Regions from separate parts of the Astyanax mexicanus genome. Here region 1 is linked to region 2. A link is a contact called in public Hi-C data. All regions are on one chromosome and are shown on one strand. Each heading gives the region's core, a stretch centred on a gene start, on an enhancer-like site or on the middle of the called end of the contact. The rest is flanking DNA. Distances are from core to core; before and after follow the strand shown. Region 1 has its middle 7.9 kb from the start of LOC111192748. Region 2 holds the start of srxn1 (sulfiredoxin 1 homolog (S. cerevisiae)).

The links. Hi-C and Micro-C count contacts between places; a contact is called where the count stands out from the background.
Region 1: a Hi-C map of muscle shows a contact between it and region 2, with 15 times the contacts expected there. The contact joins the enhancer-like site here to the promoter of srxn1 in region 2. A contact is called at or near these places in 2 of 3 Hi-C or Micro-C datasets (both in muscle).

Annotation. Positions count from the first base shown.
Region 1 is chr12:47,631,457-47,635,521 of AstMex3_surface, reverse strand. No RefSeq gene overlaps it. Among protein-coding and RNA genes, the nearest start is that of LOC111192748, 7.9 kb to the left of the region's middle. Within about 2 kb of position 1,426, the one cell type or tissue checked has an H3K27ac peak away from gene starts, as active enhancers do.
Region 2 is chr12:47,557,623-47,561,788 of AstMex3_surface, reverse strand. srxn1 (sulfiredoxin 1 homolog (S. cerevisiae)) reads right to left here and starts at 1,908. Exons shown (of 2, transcript XM_007231685.4): 1 at 1,618-1,908; 2 at 1-289. The coding sequence starts at 1,902. The coding sequence ends at 83.

The sequences.
Region 1 (4,065 bases), core at 177-2,676, 74 kb before region 2:
ATGGTGAAATATGGTGCCATATCACCCACCCCTACTTATCAAATCAGGGTTGTACTTTTTTACTGTTTTTAGCAAAAGAAAAATTCACACTGTTCTCATTTCCCATTCTGTATGTACTAGAAACAGATTATATCTGTGCATTATCATTCATTTTACTTTAATCCTGGATATATGGAGATATTTTGAGTGCATTATTAGTATTATTAGTACCATGACATTCTGGATCATCGACTTCTGTTACAAATCTGATAAAATTCTTGTATTTTTTAATATCTCAGTTAGAGGTGTGCCATATCATATCGTATGCAATAATAAAGTTAATTTTTTTTTATTTTGTCGCAGTAGTGTATTCTTGAAATATATATATTTTTTATTCAGTATTTTTGGTCATATCGCCAAAAGTATCATTATGATGAAAATACCATGAAATCTTTCTCTTTCTCTCCCTCTCTCTCTCTCTATATATAAATATATATAAATATATATATATATTGTGGCATGAGGAGGCGGGGGAGTTGTGGGTCCGCCCCACGCCAGAGCGCAAAGCCATGCCTGTCTCAGCTGGCCCGCATGAGGGCTGATTGAGCCGCCAGTTGAGACAGGCATATATACTCAGCCTCCGTCATCATTTGGGAGGACTTTGACTGGGGAGCTGAGGGCTGAGGCTGCACGGACGCTAAAACAAAAGAAACTAAAGAAACTACTGAACTATAGAGCCCCACTGGGCTAGCATTATGTTTTGAGTTGTTTTTGGGTGTGGTGGAGGGCATTTAAAATAAAGGTACGTTTGAGTTCATTTACTCCCCGTGTCTGTGTTCTCTGTGAGCTTCCTCCTTCCGGGTCACAGTGGTCACGCCCCTAACCCCTACTGACTTTAGTTTTATTTTCATTTTGCTGCATTAGTGTATACTTGAATTTTTTTAGTACTTCTTGAAATTTTAGCATCGTATCACATACCATTAAAAATATCATGATGTTATTTTAGGGCCCTATCGCCCACCCCTAGTTTAAATACTTTTTTTTCACTTAATAAATGAAATCATCATTTAAAAACTGCTTTTTATATTTAATCAGGTTATTTTCATCTTGTATTAACATTTGTTTGTTAATTTGAAAAATTTAAGTATGAAAAAGAAGCAAAAACTAAAAAAATCTGTAGGAAGGAAATACTTTTTTACAACACTGTAAAACACATACAAGACAAGTTCACTATAAAGTTTGTTAAATTACATGGTAAATGTTAAAAAGTAGAAGATACTCAACTGTTACTCTTTTTTTTTTTTCATTTGTACCTACAATGTAATTTAATGTAATTTTATTTAATTTCCTGGTAATTATTCTCGGTGTATTGTTTTATACAGGGAAGTTACATCAGGCTTTAAAGGAAATCACTATAAAACTCTATATTATAAAGTGTTACTAATTAATTACAGTGAATAATAGTGAATATAAAGATTGTACACAGTGATTTAAAGCACACAGCTTATTTTCACACGTGACACTGGATTACTTACTGATAAAAGCTCGCATGTTGGCTGATTTCTGATTTCAGGGTCCAGCGTTTATAACAGATCATTGCCAGGAAGTGTGGAAACCGAAACTAGACTGTGTGTGTGTGTGTGTATGTGTCATCTTGTGGCTGGGTTTTAGAAGCACCTGATTGGCTGTTGGCGGTTTCGACTCCAACACAAAAGTCACAAGATACAAAATACAAATTCAAGCCAATAAGAGACAGTGTGGGCGTGGCTTCAGCCAGTTAAAGACTATAAAAAAGAGGAGTCTAGACTGACTGTCTGACTGACACGTTGGCAATGCGAATGTTGCTTATCTCTACTTTACTGTAGTAATTATTTTACATTTTCACACAATTATCTGAACTTTCTACTCCTTACATTTTAATAAAAACAGCTCGTTACTCCTTGTTATTTCATTCATTGGATGAGAAGTATAAACATATACCATAGCAACACCCTACTGGTGTATACTAAGCTTCTTTAATATATTTACATTGTTCTGTATTTAAAATACATTAATTTTTAATAAGCATATATGCAGCTGAAACAGTAGGGAACAGCCTAGTGCAAAATCCTAAATTATATTATCAACATTAACATTTTTTATGTTTTAACATTATAGTCATTGTAGCTTTTAGAGAGCACTATAGGACTCTGTGGGCGTGGCCTAATCTTTAGTTCTTAATGGCTTTGGCTTTAATTTTTCCCTTTACATTACTTTTACACTTTTATACTTTAATACATGAGTAGTTTTAAAACCAGTACACTTTTACTTTTTCAATAGTTTCATATCTTTAGTCAAATGTTTTCCCATTTCTTCAGATCCTTTTATTTTACAAATGCTAATGTTTTGACAGATTATGAGCAATAAATAATAAAGCAATGCATCGTGTTTGTGATTTTTCTATGCAAAAAAATTAAAATAAAAACTGTTACAACGCTTTGCATCTTTTTTTTTTTTTTTAAAGAAGCATTAAACCCCCTGATTTTAGCTGACTCCACCCTTATCTCAAATTTGAAAAATGCTAATAAAAAATGTGTGGAGTCGTTTGGGAGGGGCACTGGGTGATGTATGGGTAGAAATGACCAAAATATATATATATATTTTTTTTTTTTTTTTTTTACAGGTTAGGAAAGATTTTATAAGAATTTTAAGTAGTATGATTTTTTTTATTCAAAGTAACAAATGCCAAGCTATTAATGAAAAATTATTGTTTAGGGTTTAGGGTAATGTTGTCATTGGTTACCTGGCAACAAACTGTCATGCCTGACTGTAAACAGGCAGAGAGAAAATAAGAGACACTGCTGGGATGTAGAACGAAGCAGTAAAATTTATTGAAATAAACAACAAAATAAACAATATAAAAGAGGACTAGAGCAACACACTAAAGTCGGGCAAAACTGAAAACAAATATAAACACTGACAAAGTAAACGGGACTGGGCCAAAAGAAACAGGGACTAAGGAATAAGTGGAACGGCCAAAACAATAAAACCAGGAAGTAGTAAGGGGAATGGGGAAAAACAAAGGGAGCACTAGACTACAAAATAGCAAACAGAAAACTACTAAGCAGAGCTTAGGAAAATGGCTAGACTAAGAAAGTAAACAGGGCAAACAAACAAAACAAGAAATAAAACAGGGATACTTAGGCCGGGAGGAGTCCAAGGAAAAAACAGGAACTAGGGAAGACAGGCTTGGGAGATAGAACGCTTTGTAGAGTAGCAAACAGGCCGGAACCACAAGGAAACACAGACCATGAGAGCGACCAATACTCGGCAACAGCAGAGAGGAGCAGCGTGCTTATAAGCAACTCTGCCCAGGTGAAGCTGATCTCTAATCAGGGCTGGATGACTGCATGAGCGTGCCCTGATTAGAGGAAGTCCATATATGGGCATGGAGTGCCTCTCAGAGTGTGTGTGTGTGTGTATGTGTGTATGTGTGTGTGTGTGTGTGTGTGTGTGTGTGTGTGCTCTAATTAGGGGAAGTCCTTATTTGGGCATAGGGTGCTTGGCTTGGCTGGACGGGCCTGACACAAACACAGTTCTAAGATCAGAGATCAGATTTTTATCTCTCATTTAGAAACATTTGAGGATAAAGCGTTCTGATCTCAGATCAGCTGCTTTTGCTTTTTTTTGGATGAAACCTTCAAAAACTGATAGAATGAAACCTGTTTGAGACAGTCACGTTGTTTTTTTTTCGTGTGATTCAAATGAATCGATTTCTTATGAATCTGAGATTCGACTCTGAACCGCTAGAGGGAGCCCGCGAAGGAGTTCAAAATGAATAGGAGTGAATTGAATGGAGCTAAACAGCAAAAAAAAAAACTCCAATTAAATATAGTAACCAATCTATTAACTAGGAAATTATTTATTTTTTATGTTATATTAAATTATATATAGGCACAAAATAATGTAAAACAACAAAAAAAAAGAGTTTCTTTCTTTATTTTATTTATTTCGTATTTTTATTTTCTGTTTTGCCTTTCTACTTACTTATGTTGCAACCAGTAAGCAACACCTTAGCAACCGCCTGAAATACCCTAGCAACTGCTT
Region 2 (4,166 bases), core at 659-3,158:
ACAAGTTGCAAAAGTCTGTGAACCCCTGAGCTGAGTCCGTTCTCCATTTTTAAACTAAAATTTTGAGTCTGGAGTCCTCTGGTCACTGCAGGTCAGGTGTGGAAGCTCCCAGGTAGGTGCGCAGGTCTGAGATGCTGGATTTGATGATCTTGGCGGGGATGGTCTTCATCTGCAGCCTCTGATAAGCAGCGAATCTGTGGCAGCCACCGAACGAGTAGTAGTAGTTCCCTCCCTGCTCTCCTGTGATCCACAGCACGTCTATGGGAGGAACGATGCCGGTATCAGACGTCTTCTGTGGAAACGTGGATGTAAACGTGAGGTAAATCTACAAACCACAGTATAATAATATCAGCTTCCCTGTTAGAGAAATACAATGGTTCTCTTGTTCTGTGGGAGCTCACAGCACACCTGAAGAGCAGCCATCAGGAACACTGACTAGATACCTGCTACAGGTGTTTTAGCAGCTGAAATAGACCAGCATTATGACCTCATGGCTCAATAAAATCAAAAGCTTGCTGTTGATGGTCCTGCTGTTTAACTGCAGTGGTCTTATGGTCAAGCTTGGTCATACTTAGGAATACACTGAATATATATATAAATCAAAATGATAAATTATAGTTTTAAACTTTTCTTTTAGTTTTGTAATTGCTTTCATTTAACCCATACAAGTTTTTAAAAAGTGTTAAAAGGTGCTAAAAAATTCCGACCCAATTCCAAGTCAATGTTTTGAGATACTTAGTTGTTATTTTGTGACCGGAAGTTGTTATTTTTAGATACAAATAGCTAATTTGAGTTAAGAAGTTGTAATTTTAAGACACCAAGTCAATCTTTTTATATAGGAAGTTGTTATTTTGATTTAATAAGTTGTTATTTTGAGAAAGGAACTTGTTATTTTGAGACAATACATCAATAATTTGAAACAGGAAGTTGTTATTTTGAGATGCTAAGTTGTTATTTTGAGAAAGGAATTTGTTCATTTGAGATATTAAGTCAATATTAAGTTGATAATTTGGGATAGGAAGTCGTTATTTTGAGATAGGAAGTTGTTATATTGAGATGTGCATTTGTTATACCTCAAAATAATGACTTAGCATAGCAATTTACTTAATAATAATAACAGTAGAAAAACGTTTTAACATGTAACAACAGTTTTGATTGGTCTGAGATTGCTAAGGTGGGAGGGGCAGAGCGTTACAGGAAGTAAGTCAGAGAAGTCCGACGGTGAGTGAAAACAACAAGCAAATCTTCACTAAAAAAGCAATTAATCAATTAATCAATTAAGAAAGTAAGAAAGTGAGCAATTGGGCTTACTAACAAGACAACGTGCTCCCAAAAAAATATTTACCTGCTCTTATATATTAAACAGCCTGAATTTATGAATAAACTTTAGATACCGGCCCATAATTAGCTGAACTACAGTACTCAGTACAGTACTCTCCATTTCAAAACAGTTTATTTATATTAATATTTATTAGCTGCATTTTCTAAATAAATAATAATTTAAGCTCATTAGAGCTCATATAAAGCTTAACTGATTGTTCTGGATAAGTCATTTACTAAAAGTGTCCCTCTGAAACTGTTTAAAATGTTGAATTAAATAAGAGTTTAAAAGTTTACCTGTATGGTCTGCATGAGGCTCTGTACTTTATTCTGGTCCAGAACCGGAGGGATGGGTCTGATGAGCAGCTCTATGGGGATCAGATGAACCTCAGTGATGTTGTCGGAGTGAATAGAGCGGTTCTCCGGGGTTAAACTGCCCATAGCGCTGCTGAGAGTTCTGGTACCGGTCCGCTGTACAGAACTGACCCCAGACCTGCTGTTAACTCCGTAAAGAACCCTGTACAAAACTCGCAACATCACCCTGACCAGCAGAATCAGCCATAAACACGCGCTTGTGCGCATGCGCCCTCACTGCGGCTGCGCTCACACCCAACAAACAACAGGCAAAATAAAAGTCTTTTTCTGGTACAGTTGTAAATTATTGTTTTTTATTTAAATTTACATTTACAAGTATTGAAATTACACAAAAAATAAATTAGACATTATTTTAAAGATAATAAGTCATTATTTTTGAGATAATAAGTCATTAATTTGAGATAATAAGTTTTTGTATTTGAGATAAGTCATTGTTTTTTAAATAATAAATAATTTTCCTTGTAATAATAAGTAATAATTTTTGAGATACAAAGTCATTATTTTTGAAATAATAAGTCATTATGTTTTAGATAATAAGCCATTATGTTTGAGATACAAACTCACAATTTTGAGATAAAAAGTCATTCATTTGAGATAATAAGTTTTTATATTTGAGATAATAAGGTATTATATTTAAGATAAGTCATTGTTCTTTGAGATAATAAGTCGTTATTTTTTAGATAAATCATTATTTTGAGATACAAAGTCACCATTTTGAGATAATAAGTCATTATTTTTCAGGCACTAAGTCATTAATTTTAAGATAATAAGTCATTAATTTGAGATAATAAATTTTTATATTTGAGATAATAAGGTATTATATTTGAGATAACTCATTGTTTTTTACATAATAAGTCGTTATTTTTTAGAAAAATCATTATTTTGAGGTACTAAGTCATTATTTTAAGACATTAAGTCATTGTTTTTGAGATAATAAGTCGTTATTTTTTAGACAAATCATTATTTTGAGATATTAAGTCATTATTTTTGAGATGTTAAGTCATTATTTTGAGATACTAAATCATTATTTTGAGGTACTAAGTCATTATTTTAAGACACTTAGTCATTATTTTTGAGATAATAAGTTGTTATTTTAAGTCACTACAACCAACAAAGGGCAAGTTAAACGCCTTTTTCTTGTAAAATTATGAATCATTATTTTTTATTTAAATTGACACATAAGAAGTGAAACTACACCATATTTAATGCAAGTGACAATTGATGATATCGATTATTAAGATTTATCAGAAACTTATCAACCAACCCAGGCTGAGGATTACCACCAGAGGGAGGCACAGACTTACATTTTCATAAGAGCTCAATAAATATCATTTAACCAGTTTTAATCAGTGAAACAGGCATTCTGGATATACAGAATATTCTCTTATTAACAATAAGATAATGATAAAATCTGATTTCAGGTTAAGTCCACTATATTTTAAACATTATGTTACATGTATAGACCACAATTCAGGTCTTATTAAAGAAGAAAATTAAGGTGGTATTACAAAAAAAACATTAGTATCTTGAAAAACACTTAACATAGTATTAATCCTGTAAGTTCCAAGTAATATTAGTGTAGGAATTTGAATTTATGAGATCCGAGAATTAGACAAAATACCTGTTTTATAGTCCTATAAAACATAAAACTCAAACTTTCATCATATCGAACCACTACATTTGTAAATATCTCATTCTCATTTATTAAAGGTGAATGTTTAAAGTGATATTACTGTAGCAGTTTGAAGTAATGGGAAGAATAACCTAGGAAAAGTGTCCATTTGGTTTTGCTTAAACCAAAATTTGGAGTCCAATAAAACCAGCATATCGAACTGTTATCAAATGACACTATTCAATTCTTAGGATTTAATTGTGAACCACAAAATAATTGTGTTTAGTGCTCCCAAATAGCTAATGCCAGCCCTGAACACACCTAAACTTTCCAAAAAAGTTATAAAGTAGAACTTGCGTATACTTGATGAAAGTGATGATAGATGAATATAGATTCTCTGCTCAGACCTCTAATGACATCTTCACTATAAAACTTAACAGTGAGGATACGTCTTCATTCTGCTCTATAATAAATATATGCAGCCGATTCATTTACATATCAAACGTGCTTTCCAGATAATTGCAGAATCAGCTAATGAAACGGAGCACAGGGTCGCTGACGGTCATTATGTACAGCTATGTGTTTGAACTCACATGCTAACGAGCACCTCATTAAAATAATGGTCAGAAAACGACCCTTTACCCCCGATAACAGCATTGTTTAGCAGCGGGGACTGGAGGGACAGGGGGACAGGGCCTGCCGGTCCTCGTATAACCTAAAAAAATAGTCTACAGGTGTTAATAGATAATTACTGGCATGCTAATACATCTATAATCAATTACATATACATTTTGACAGTCTGTGCTATATATAAACAGCACTCTATATATATAAACAGAAAAACTAAGACCACTTCATT